Regions from separate parts of the Zea mays genome. Here region 1 is linked to region 2. The links are chromatin contacts, called in public Hi-C maps. All regions are on one chromosome and are shown on one strand. Each heading gives the region's core, a stretch centred on a gene start, on an enhancer-like site or on the middle of the called end of the contact. The rest is flanking DNA. Distances are from core to core; before and after follow the strand shown.

The links. A called contact is a pair of places that touch in the nucleus more often than the background predicts.
Region 1: a Hi-C map of tassel shows a contact between it and region 2, with 2.6 times the contacts expected there. The contact joins the promoter of LOC103636512 here to the promoter of LOC103636504 in region 2. A contact is called at or near these places in 2 of 25 Hi-C or Micro-C datasets (ear and tassel).

What each region holds. Positions count from the first base shown.
Region 1 is chr8:175,407,068-175,410,024 of Zm-B73-REFERENCE-NAM-5.0, reverse strand. It overlaps LOC103636512 (aspartic proteinase PCS1), which reads left to right and starts at 1,335. Exons shown (of 1, transcript XM_008658854.4): 1 at 1,335-2,957. The coding sequence starts at 1,489. The coding sequence ends at 2,796.
Region 2 is chr8:175,000,810-175,003,784 of Zm-B73-REFERENCE-NAM-5.0, reverse strand. It overlaps LOC103636504, which reads left to right and starts at 1,343. Exons shown (of 4, transcript NM_001365402.1): 1 at 1,343-2,042; 2 at 2,140-2,472; 3 at 2,589-2,694; 4 at 2,772-2,975. The coding sequence starts at 1,605.

The DNA.
Region 1 (2,957 bases), core at 86-2,585, 410 kb before region 2:
AACAAAAGTGCCCGGCACCGGCGCGTGGCGAGCATTGCCTGGCCGCCAGGCCGTGGCGGAGAGAGACCGTACGTGAGCTGTTGAACTCGACTCGAGCCGCAGCGAGGGTCTGTCGCGACGGCGAGCTGGAAGGAACCGGCAGTGTGCGTCGCGCTGACGGGTGGGCGAATGAATGATAGCTTGCAGCCGGGGCGAAAAGGGGGCTGACGGGCCGGCCTCGCCTTTAACCTGCGGTACTTGTTGCTTCCGGGGTGTGATTACCTTATAGCTTCAATGCGCTGCCTCCCCTGCTTGTGCTTGGAACGGAAGGCAGGCATCGTATTCACCGCACCCTGTACGCGCGTACTACTGTTAGCTTCCATGCATGGACCCCATGACCCATGCCGGAGAGGAGGTAGATGAGAACATAACTCCGACGGATCGACGTACTGCCACTGCCACGGAGATTGGGATGATTGGACAATTGGCTGGGCAAGTTTTCAACTCGTGGAGATTGGAACTGTTCTAGGTTTACTTCTACATCACGGTATAACAAGAAAGATCACAGTCAATTCAGTTCAGAGCCTTCATGTTGCCGCCGATGCCACCGGCGGCCAAAGGCCCTACCTTTTCGTGTTCTTTCGGCCAGGCCAGGACAATACATACGTACGTACCTATCTCGCGAACTAATCATGGGGCGGGGTACGTTAGTCCAAGTGCTTTAGCGAAAGGCGCTTGTTTTCGGCGCAAAACTGGCCAAAGTTCCGGCCGTGCGGAAAGACCACCAGTCAACAGTCATCAGTGCGTCGAACTTGTCGGGTTTAAGCGGAGTAGGTTCGTCTCGAGTACAAACGAAACGATACAATACAGCCAGCGAGCACCCAGCGTCACAAGGACACTGGCGGACTGCGCTGCGTGCGCGCACTCACAAACAATACGCAACAGAGTATTATCGCCACCAATGCTTTGCCAACAGCCGCAGGGGAACCGAATTGGAAATGTAGTGTACGTGCGATTGTACTACAAGATGGTTGTGCTGGCACGCACGTGTAGATTTTCCTCGTGATGTTTGCACCCCTACGACCTGAGTGGAGCGGTAAAAATGTTTAGCAAAAAATGCGAGAGAGCTCCTAGGAAGCTACAAAAATATCCGTGACTAGCCCAGCTGGCGCTCGCCAGTACCGAAACCACAAGACGACAGGCACAAGAACGCGGCTGCTTCGTCCCTGCGACAGGGACGCGTGACGCGTCTCTGTCTCTCGTAGTCTCGCTCCGGCTGCCCCCTCCCTCGCCCCCCATCCCATCCCGTCTCTCCGCGTCACCATCACCACCCCTCCACTGACCACTGTGCAGTGCTCCTGCGCACCCCGCGCCACCTCCATAAAACCCACCGCGACCGCGAGCCGGCCGAAGCGGAACCCCCACCCCGCGGATCCAACACGAGAACCCGTCACCATCCTCGCATCACATGCGCGCATAGGCCCCGGCCGCAGGGTCGCAATCACCACCATGCCGCCAGCGCTGCTCGCTTGTCTCCTCATCCTGCTCGTCGCCGCGCCGCGGCCGTGGTCTGTCGCCGGCGAGCCGGGCGGGGCCAAGCCTCGCGCGTTCCCGCTGCGCTCGCGGCAGGTGCCGGTGGGGGCGCTGCCGCGGCCGCCGAGCAAGCTGCGGTTCCACCACAACGTCAGCCTCACCGTCTCGCTCGCCGTCGGCACGCCGCCGCAGAACGTCACCATGGTGCTCGACACGGGCAGCGAGCTCTCCTGGCTGCTCTGCGCGACGGGGCGCGCCGCGGCCGCTGCTGCCGACTCGTTCCGCCCCAGGGCCTCGGCCACGTTCGCCGCCGTGCCCTGCGGCTCCGCGCGCTGCAGCTCCCGGGACCTGCCGGCGCCGCCGTCCTGCGACGCCGCCTCGCGCCGGTGCCGCGTGTCGCTGTCGTACGCGGACGGGTCCGCCTCCGACGGCGCGCTCGCCACCGACGTCTTCGCCGTCGGCGACGCGCCGCCGCTGCGGTCCGCGTTCGGCTGCATGTCCGCCGCGTACGACTCCTCGCCCGACGCCGTCGCCACGGCCGGGCTGCTGGGGATGAACAGGGGCGCGCTCTCCTTCGTCACCCAGGCCAGCACGCGCCGCTTCTCGTACTGCATCTCCGACCGGGACGACGCCGGCGTGCTGCTGCTCGGCCACAGCGACCTCCCCTTCCTGCCGCTCAACTACACGCCGCTGTACCAGCCCACCCCGCCGCTCCCCTACTTCGACCGCGTGGCCTACTCCGTCCAGCTCCTCGGCATCCGCGTCGGCGGCAAGCCCCTGCCGATCCCGCCGTCGGTTCTCGCGCCGGACCACACCGGCGCAGGGCAGACGATGGTGGACTCCGGCACGCAGTTCACCTTCCTCCTCGGGGACGCCTACTCCGCCGTCAAAGCCGAGTTCTTGAAACAAACGAAGCCCCTTCTCCCCGCGCTCGAGGACCCCAGCTTCGCATTCCAAGAAGCGTTCGACACCTGCTTCCGCGTGCCCAAGGGGCGCCCGCCGCCGTCGGCGAGGCTCCCGCCCGTGACCCTGCTGTTCAATGGCGCGCAGATGTCGGTGGCGGGGGACAGGCTGCTGTACAAGGTCCCCGGAGAGCGCCGGGGAGCCGACGGCGTGTGGTGCCTGACGTTCGGGAACGCGGACATGGTGCCCCTGACGGCGTACGTGATCGGGCACCACCACCAGATGAACCTGTGGGTCGAGTACGACCTGGAGCGCGGCCGCGTCGGGCTCGCGCCTGTCAAGTGCGACGTCGCCAGCGAGCGGCTCGGCCTCATGCTGTGACGCGGCCTGTGCTCTGGCTCGGGGGTTAGCTCCTCCAGTTGCCATATAACCTTAACCTGCCAAACGATTCTAAAGTTTGGAACTTGTTTATCCTTTTTCATGTGGCATGTACGGTGTCTAGTGTAAACTGGAAATTAAGTGTAGTGTACTAATGTGCTTCT
Region 2 (2,975 bases), core at 94-2,593:
AGCTTATTTGGATACTCTATTATTCATCCAAATACACATGAGTTAAAGACAATTGAGGCGTAAATTAAACTAATTTATATATAATCTATCTCAAACCATATGTATCGTGGTGAATAATAGACTCTTCAAACATAGCCGGCTGATCTGATTTCACCCGCTTTCATTGTCATGCTTGCCATATCATAGCAAATCCGAAGCGAGCACGAAAAGAATGGCGATCACTGTGGTTGCAGCCCTTACACAGGCTGCTTTACCACTTCACTGACAGACCGCAGGTACTACCTGCTGCAGCGACCACTCTATTACCAGTACGTACCTGGTAGTACGTACATGCGCCGAGCTACTGTGTACGGTTACCAACCAAAATGACGCGTGTTCGCGGCGCCGTGGAAGTGCGCGCCGGCCCGAGTTTCCCCCATACCGAACCGAGCCGACGAGCGGTGACTCAGCATGCACCAGCTGCCCCCCATTCGGCGCCTGCCCGCATGCAGTGCACCGGGCCACCGCCGCTCGGCACTGGCAGGCACCAGCAAGCCCGCAACGTGCGGCACACCGCACACCGGACTGTCAGCCGCGGCCGGCCGCGCCCCCTGCATCTTGCAGCGGCAGTTCTCTCATCTCTGCACGGCGTGGCTCCTATCTGCGTGCGCCTCGCTTTTTCCCAGGTTCACCTCCCCTCGCCCCCATCGTGGCCACGCCAGCGCCCAACCACCGCTCGCCGGCCCGCCTCCCCCCACGCAAGCCCTGTACACGTGTCCACCGGTACCGCGACCGACCACCTTCCCACTGATTGCGACCGCCCCAACCACGTGTCCCTTCTCCATCACTACACCCGTTCCCTCGTGCTCCCGCCCTGAGACTCTCTTTCTCGCTGGCAGGTGGGCGACGCTTCAGCCAGTCCCCACATGTCATCGAATCCTGAACAAAGAGCGGTAGGGAAGAGTACGTACTACTGTGGAGTCCGGATATTTTTCTGGGCAGCCCGAGAGACAGAACCCATGTGGTGGGGACCGCAATAGTAGGCATCAATAAATCAGCTGCCGAGGCGGACTGCCCCACCCACCCCAGGAGCGCCACGTGTGTGCAGCACAGGGATTAGGCGATAAACACACCATCAAACTTCCTCGTGGGCCCGCACCTCGCCCGCCTCGGTGGCCGATGCACACCACGTGTCGATCGCGCTGAGCAAGATACCGGCACGCGTCCGGATCCTGCCGGGACGGACGGCCCCGGTGCGCCGGACCAGGAGCACGTCGCAACAGCTGTACGTGTCGAGGCGCTGCCCGTGACGGCGACGGCCCCCCTGCCCGGCTGCCCCTGCCCGCCTCGCCTCGCCTCTCTTGTACTGCCCCCACGAAGCATTCGTGCTCGTTTCGCCTCGCGCCCGCGCTGCTGTCCTGCTGCTGCTATTTTGCCATTGCATCCATTTCCGGGGGACGGAGTGGAGGAGGAGGGCGTCGCCTGCGTTGCTTCGCGTGGGAAGCGTAGCGTGCTTCGTTTAGGCCTCTCGCCAATATCCGAGGGTTAATCTAGAGAGGCCTTTGGCTTTGCCAGACGCGCCTGTACGCGCCTTTCTGGGAGGCAGCCGCTTGCTCTCGCCTCCAATGGCCGAGATCTGCTGCGAAGAAGCCAAGTCCACGCCGGCGACCGCCGTGGCTGCGGCTTCAGTCTCCGCCACGGCCGCTGCGGCCGCCGCCGTGGCAGTGGCCTCCTCGGCGTTAGAGAGGAGGCGACGCAGGTTGGAGATGAGGAGGTTCCGCGTCGCGGGCGATCCCGAGGCGCCGGTCGCGGAGGACGTCCGCGCCGCCAAGCGGCAGAGGCTGGCGCGCACGCTGTCCAGCACCTGCCCCGACGCGGGCTCAGGCTCGGGCTCGGACTCCGACAGGCCTGCCCTACCGGAGCGGTTGCCCAGGTACGGGGTCACCTCCGTCTGCGGCCGACGCCGCGAGATGGAGGACACGGTCTCCGTTAGGCCGGACTTTGTGCCCGGCACCAGCAAACAGCACTTCTTCGGCGTCTTCGACGGCCACGGCTGCTCCCACGTACGCCATACTCGTACACGACGCGCGCGCATCTAGGAGTTTAAATCCCTTTTGCGGAGTTCTGTATGCTGATCGCAGTTTCGCGCTTTTGCTGTAGGTAGCAACCATGTGCCAGAACATGATGCACGAGGTGGTCGCGGACGAGCACAGGAAGGCAGATTGTTCTGGCGAAGAGACGGCGTGGAAGGCCGTGATGGAGAGGAGCTTCGCGCGACTGGACGAGCAGGCCGCCAGCTGGGCGACCAGCCGCAGCCGCGACGAGCCCTCCTGCAGGTGCGAGCAGCAGAAGCCCTTGCGTTGCGATCACGTGGGGTCCACCGCCGTGGTCGCCGTCGTCAGCCCCACCCACGTTGTCGTCGCCAACGCCGGCGACTCCCGCGCCGTCCTATCCCGCGCCGGCGTCCCCGTTCCGCTGTCCGTCGACCACAAGGTCTGTATACTCGTGCATCACGGGGCTGAGGGCGCTGCGCCTCCTCCCCTGTCCCCTCCCCGCGTCTTCGTCGCCTGTCCGTGAGCCTGACGTGCTCAACTTCCTGATTCGTTCAGCCTGACCGGCCTGACGAGCTGGCGCGCATCAAGGCGGCGGGCGGCCGCGTCATTTACTGGGACGGTGCTCGTGTTCTCGGCGTCCTCGCCATGTCTCGAGCCATAGGTGAGCTGGGCTCATTCGGGGTCGTTTTGGGTCCACTCGTTGGACTTGAACTGACGGGTTTATGCGCGCGCGTGCAGGCGACGGATACCTGAAGCCGTTCGTGTCGTCGGAGCCGGAGGTAACGGTGACGGAGCGCACCGACGACGACGAGTGCCTGATCCTGGCCAGCGACGGCCTGTGGGACGTCGTGACCAACGAGATGGCGTGCGAGGTCGTCCGCGCGTGCTTCCACAGCAACGGTCCGCCGGCGCCGGCCGCTCGGGCGAACGGCGCGGCCCTCC